Regions from separate parts of the Manis pentadactyla genome. Here region 2 is linked to region 1. Evidence: chromatin contacts called from public Hi-C data. All regions are on one chromosome and are shown on one strand. The core of a region is the stretch at or near the end of the contact, and the rest is flanking DNA. Distances in the headings are between cores, read along the strand shown.

Region 1 (2,830 bases), core at 179-2,678:
CGCGCGTTGGCGAACCAGGTGGACACCTGGGTGAGGGTCATCTTGGTGATGATGGCCAGCATGATCTTCTCGCCCTTGGTGGGGTAGGGGTTCTTGCGGTGCTCGTTGAGCCAGGCCTTGAGCGTGCTAGTGCTCTCCCGGGTGGCGTTCTTGGGACGGGACGGGTCCCCGAACTGGTACTGGCCATAAGGGTAGAAGGCGGGATGCGGGTGCGGAAACGCGGCGGCCGCGGCCGGATGCTGCACCCCGGGGCTGTCCTTCAGCTCATATTGCGCGCCCTGTACGCACATGGAGAAGGAAGGGACACGCGCGGAGGGAGCGTGGATGAGCCCTAGCCGTCGCTGCCTCCACGCTCCCCGCCAGGACCCGGCTAGTCCACTTCCGCGCGCTCACCCCATCTCCAACCCCCCCCCATACCGAGCTCCCCGGGCGCTTACCAGCTGCGGGAAGATGGGCAGCTCCGCGGCGTAAGGAAGGAAAGCGCCGTAGCCTTGTGCGGCGGCCGCGGCTGCTGCCGCCGCGGCGTAGGGCGCCCCGTATACCGACGAGAGCACGTTAGACAGGGACCCCGAGGCGGCCAGCTCCGAGGCTCCGGCTCCCGGGCCGCCCCGGGCCCCAGCGCTGCCGCCGCCGCCTCCGGCAGTTCCCGGGCGATCGGGTGGGTAGAGCGGGCGGATGTACTGGTATCCGAGCTGCGGGAAGGACATGGTGGCCCGCGGGGCTAGGACGGAGAGGGGGCCCGGCCCCCAGGGCCGCCCTGCTCAGCGCCGCCCGCGGGCTCCGGCGCGCATCGGGGGCTGGGCCGGGCTAGGGCCGCGCTGCCTCCCGCGCTGCGCTGCGCTCCGCTTTCGCCTATTGATCTGCTCCGCGGCGGCGGCGGCGGCGGCGGCGGCGGCGAGGAGCCAGGTCAGGTCCGAACAGATTGGCGGAGATTCCCGGTGCTCCGGGCTCTGATTGACATTGCTACGGGCCCGCAAGCCCCTCCTCTCTGCGCCGCGCTCCCTCCTCTTCGCAGCCGGAGCAGCTTCTGCCCGCACCTCCTTCCTCTCTGCCCTCCTCTCCCCGAGCAGTGTCGCGCCTCGCTTCCTTCGTCCTCCTCTAGTTTTCACTCCCCCTCCTCGCCCTTCCTCTCCCCTCCCCCTCTGAGCTCCTCTTCCCCCCTGGATCGCTTCCGCTCTTTCGGGCTCTTTCACTCTCTCGGACACTAGGGAACTCTTCTCTCGCCTTCTCTTTCCCTTTCTCACTATTCCTTTTCCTCCCCTTTTTGTTGCCTTCACTCTTTCTTCTCTCCGTTTTTACGTCTTTCTCACTTAACACAACTCTCCCCTCACCCCAGCCTCGGCGCTCAGGGCTAAGGCGGCCTAAACTTGTGCACACTTAGGGTGCTGTGCGGGGGGCGTGCGTCCGTAACTGTGTCTGTGCGTCCGTCCCGCCCTCACCCATTCCCTCGCCCTTCCCCAAATCTCGGGTCTGACGTTGCGCCCTCTTATTCGACTTTTCCTTGCGTGTCCTCCCTGAGTCTCCAATCGCCGGGGCGCCTTACAGGCGAGGCCGTCCACCCCCGAGGATACTGCGCGCCGGGCGGGGGCGGGAGGCCGGGCTCTCTGAGTCCCTTCCCGCCCCCTCCGGCCTGCGCCGGGAGGGGGAGCGAGAGGCGCGGGGATAGGGGTTAGTACTGGGTCAGCTCGCCCCTCCTCCCCTCCCCCGCCCCGGCGCGGGGCCTGGGTCGGGACCAGACCTTGGTCCAGGACAGGCGTTGAGGCTTCCCTCCGCCCGAGCCCCCTTTTAAGTCGCACCTCTTGACTCCGGGCCACTCTCAGCGGCGTGGGGAGGGAGCTAGGAGGGTGCGCAGGGGATGAGCGAGGGTGCGTTCTAGTCGAGTCTTCGAAGTCTATCTCATTGCGCGGGGACTCGAAGCAGCCCCTCACCCAAGAGTTGCAAACCCTGAAATTAGCCGCAATAACGCTGCCTCAGGGTCCGAGTGCGAATCCCTAAATAGAAATGGCGGGCTCGGCGGGAGGCCGAAGGGTGGACGCCTCGGTGTGGTGGTGGTGGTGGGGCTCCTGGGGAGGGGCAACATGAAAGTGGAGCCCGCTGGCGCCCCAAACTGGCGTGCGAGGGGGGAGAAGCAGGGACCCGGGTGGCGGAGGTTCCGGGAATTTGCGGAGAGCGCTTGGAGAAGTTTGCATATTGGAGTTTTCGGTCTATAGAGGCTCTTCGTTTCGCTACCCCTTCCTCTGCTCTCCCGTTTCCGCGCCAACCTGTTTTCTTTCTCCAAGGATCTTCCCCCGCTCTCTGGAAGGAGTGGGAGGCAAGACTTTCAGTTTTATAGTGGGATATTTCCTAAACCAAACCTGAAATCCCAGTAGCCGGGCGCCCACCTTCACGGATTAGGGCATGCAGCCGCAAGCGGGATTGAAATTCCCGGAATTGCGGCGGCTCCTGGCTAAAAGCTTTAGGCCGCGGCTGCCACCGATTCACAGGCCAGGCCTGCTGCGGGGGCGCTCCAGGGACAACAGGGGGGCGGTGACTGCTGTGGAGTTGCCAGCCCCGGTCCGGGCGGAAACCGGCCTCTGCGCGCCGACTGATAGAGGAATTGAATCCGAATTCCACCAGAGAATCTCCGCCCCAGCTGTCTCTAGTCTGAGGCTCCAAGGAGCCCAGTTTGGGAATGAGCTCTCCGGAGCATCCAGTTCTGACCCCATCCTCACTCGCCCGCCTCCTTCCACCAGTTTTGGCCCAGGTCCGCGGCTCCAGCAGGTGTGAACGCCGCGGGGAAAATTGGGGGAGAAGACAAGAGAAAGCCTGGGGGCGACCAGGTTTGGGATTC
Region 2 (2,919 bases), core at 396-2,895, 560 kb after region 1:
CCCTCTTGCTCCGGCGGTCTGGGCAGTTCAGCCTTGCCTCAGTGGCAACCGACTCGCGGCAGCCGCTGCTGCCGGCTTCTTGTCTCCATGACAATTGCGCGCCGTCGCTCCGCCCAGCTCCGCCCCCTCGGCGCAGTGAATCGGAGGGAAGTTGGCTTGCGTCACCGAAGGGCGGAGCCAATGGAGGCCAGCATCCAATTAGAGGTGAAGGCAAGAAGGCATAGGGCTGGGCTGAGCGGCGGTCGGAGAAGGTCTGCTTGAAGGGCGGAGCCTCTGGAGCTGACGGAGAGGAGGAGTTAGCGCGCGTGCGTGAAGTCCGGCTGCGGAGAATGTGCGAGTGTGCTGAGTGGGTTTGTGTGCCGCGGCTGGAGTTCAGGAAATAAAATATATCTCGCCTGGCAAAGTCATTGAAGGGAACTATATGGACCAGTAGTGCTTCCGCTTGCGTGTGACCCCATTATAAAAAGCCAGAAAGTTTCTGATATACTGAGCTCCAGCAGAGTGCCCAACATTGTGCCAGCCCCAGTCCTGGTTCACCAGCGCCCCTGTCTGTCGCAGCGTTCGAGTGCGTCTGTGGCTTGTGGCGGCGCGTAGTGAGGAGACAGGCGGAGGATCTGTTTTGTATTCCGTGTGGCCGTCGTGGCCTGGGCTTTGCCTGTGACTCAGTTGTGTGTGTTTGCCTTGCCAGCGCCTCGCTGAACAAACAGTGATTGGATTGGGCACAGCTCTTACGAATGTTTGCAGAGGAGGGTGGGCGGGTGCGAGCGTGCCTGCGAAGGGCAAAAAAACCCGCACCACCATCGCTGGTCTGGTGATGCGAGCTGGGGCTGCAAAGCCTCTAGAAGGAGGCAGCGAGGCACGGTGGGGGCGGGAGAGTGTGTGCTGAGGTCCTGAAACCGACTCCTATGTAGCTGCTTCTCCGTCTGACAGTTCTTGCCCACTACCTCTCGTGTACAGAAGGGCTACCCACATAGTCCCGGGTCCCGCGTGTCTCCTTCGCCGTCTGGCCGGAATTGGCGGAAGGAAGGCCGGGCGGGAGAAGTACAGCTGTCCTAGGCCTGCCTCTATCCCACCTGCTGCTGCTGGCGGAAAGGGACAGTCATCTCGGACTCCCTGCGCCCCGAACGCGGGCGGGCATCCATCCAGCTCTCCCAGGGACTTTCACTCCGGGTCTCCAACTAGTTATTGGGCCCGCTGACTTGGGGAGAAGCTAGGGACGGGTGGGCAGCGAACCACCTCGGAGCCCGGCCTCCTGGAAAACAAGAAATCCGCTAACTTCGCGATTTACTGTGGCGAGGGCAGAGCAGAGAGTTCGCCGGCGCTCAATACGCGGCCTCGTTCCCTTTGTGCTCCCGCGCTGCCGGATCCGCCACCTGGGCCCGTCTTGCGTCGGAACCTCGGTTGCACCTCGACTTAGCAGGGAAGGAAAGTTGGAAGAGATCGTCGGGGATGTGATTGTCATCCTGGGGCCGGCGCTCGAGAGTCGGAGAGAGAGAGAGAGGAGGCGGGGGGGGCGGGGGGGCGGGGGGAAGAGGAGAGGAGGGAGAAGAGAAGGAGCGGGGAGAGAGGAGGGCCGCGGAGGAGAGGCGGGCGCGAGGGAGGGGCGAGGGGAGCGCCTGCGAGCGGGAGAGGGAGCCGGGGAGGAAGAGGGAGGGGGCGAGGCGCGCCTGGCGGCTGGGTTGGCTGTGGCCGCCCAGAGGCTCCTGCCAGTCCTCCCACCGACTACACCCCGGGAAGGAGGAGCTTCAGGCGCGCACAAGGCGTCAGAATCCTCAATTTCCAACTTAGCATCTTGGCAGGACCTTTGCGAAGCCAAAAGCAGAGCCCCCCAGTGCAAAGAGCGAGGGGGAAAAAGAGAAAGCAGCAAGGGAGGGGGGAAAACCTAGCCGGGGAGAGCGAGACGCGCAGAGGAGTGGGCTTGGCAGTCTCAGCCGGAGGCGCGGAAAGCCAGCGAGGAGGCGCAGCGGGCCCGAGCCCGGGAGCCGGGACCCGAGGAGCGGCGGCCCAGGGCAGCCGGAGGCCAGGTGCCCGCCCGCTCGCCCTCGCAGGGCGCCGCCCGGCTCGTTGGCGGCCGCGGCGCGGCGCGCCCCATGCCCGTGTGTGGCCATGTCCTACCCGCAGGGCTACTTGTACCAGCCGTCCGCCTCGCTGGCGCTCTACTCGTGCCCGGCGTACAGCACCAGCGTCATCTCGGGGCCCCGTACGGATGAGCTCGGCCGCTCGTCGTCGGGCTCAGCGTTCTCGCCCTACGCCGGCTCCACCGCCTTCACGGCGCCCTCGCCGGGCTACAACTCGCACCTCCAGTACGGCGCAGACCCCGCGGCGGCGGCGGCCGCCGCCTTCTCTTCGTATGTGGTGAGTGAGCTGGGGCCGTGGCGGGAGAAGGCAGCAGCGACCGCACGGGGCCGGAGGGGACTGCGGGGCCCACGGGCCTCGGCGCCTCCGCGAACAGCCCCCGCCAAGCTTGGAGGTCTCTGCAAACTTGGGCGATTGTCTTGCTCGGCTTCGCCTGGCTTCGGGCTCAGCAGTTGCTAGTAGAGGAGAGCCTCGTCTTGCTCAAATCACTGAGCTGGCGGAAAAGGGGTTTTTCAGGGAGAGGTCGCAGCATTTGGTTCAAACGTGAGCTACAGGCCGCCCTGCAAATTTTATCTCATTTTATTTTCTTGGTTTTGCCATATTGGAAAAGTAGCTCAAAAGAAATAGACCTGAAATCCGAGTAGAAGAGTGCTAAGTATGTAAATGTGTTTGGCCTCACCTTTAATTAGTCCTCCAAAATGTTACAAATCCGTAATCCTATCTTCGCAATCCGATTTGGAGGTATTACATTTCTGAAAAGTCGGCGGAGCTGCGGTGTATCCGGGATTTTTCGGCCGGGTGCACTTTCAGGAAAAGCGCCGTAGATTTGGTTTGGGGTGACAT

What was found. A called contact is a pair of places that touch in the nucleus more often than the background predicts.
Region 2: a Hi-C map of fibroblasts shows a contact between it and region 1, with 5 times the contacts expected there. The contact joins the promoter of IRX5 here to the promoter of IRX3 in region 1. A contact is called at or near these places in 2 of 3 Hi-C or Micro-C datasets (fibroblasts and skin fibroblasts).

Annotation. Positions count from the first base shown.
Region 1 is chr15:43,505,503-43,508,332 of mManPen7.hap1, forward strand. It overlaps IRX3 (iroquois homeobox 3), which reads right to left and starts at 1,429. Exons shown (of 4, transcript XM_036881033.2): 1 at 438-1,429; 2 at 1-278. The coding sequence starts at 707.
Region 2 is chr15:44,068,303-44,071,221 of mManPen7.hap1, forward strand. It overlaps IRX5 (iroquois homeobox 5), which reads left to right and starts at 1,646. Exons shown (of 4, transcript XM_036881016.2): 1 at 1,646-2,355. The coding sequence starts at 2,107. LOC118910147 (a long non-coding RNA gene) reads right to left here and starts at 266. Exons shown (of 4, transcript XR_005023850.2): 1 at 1-266.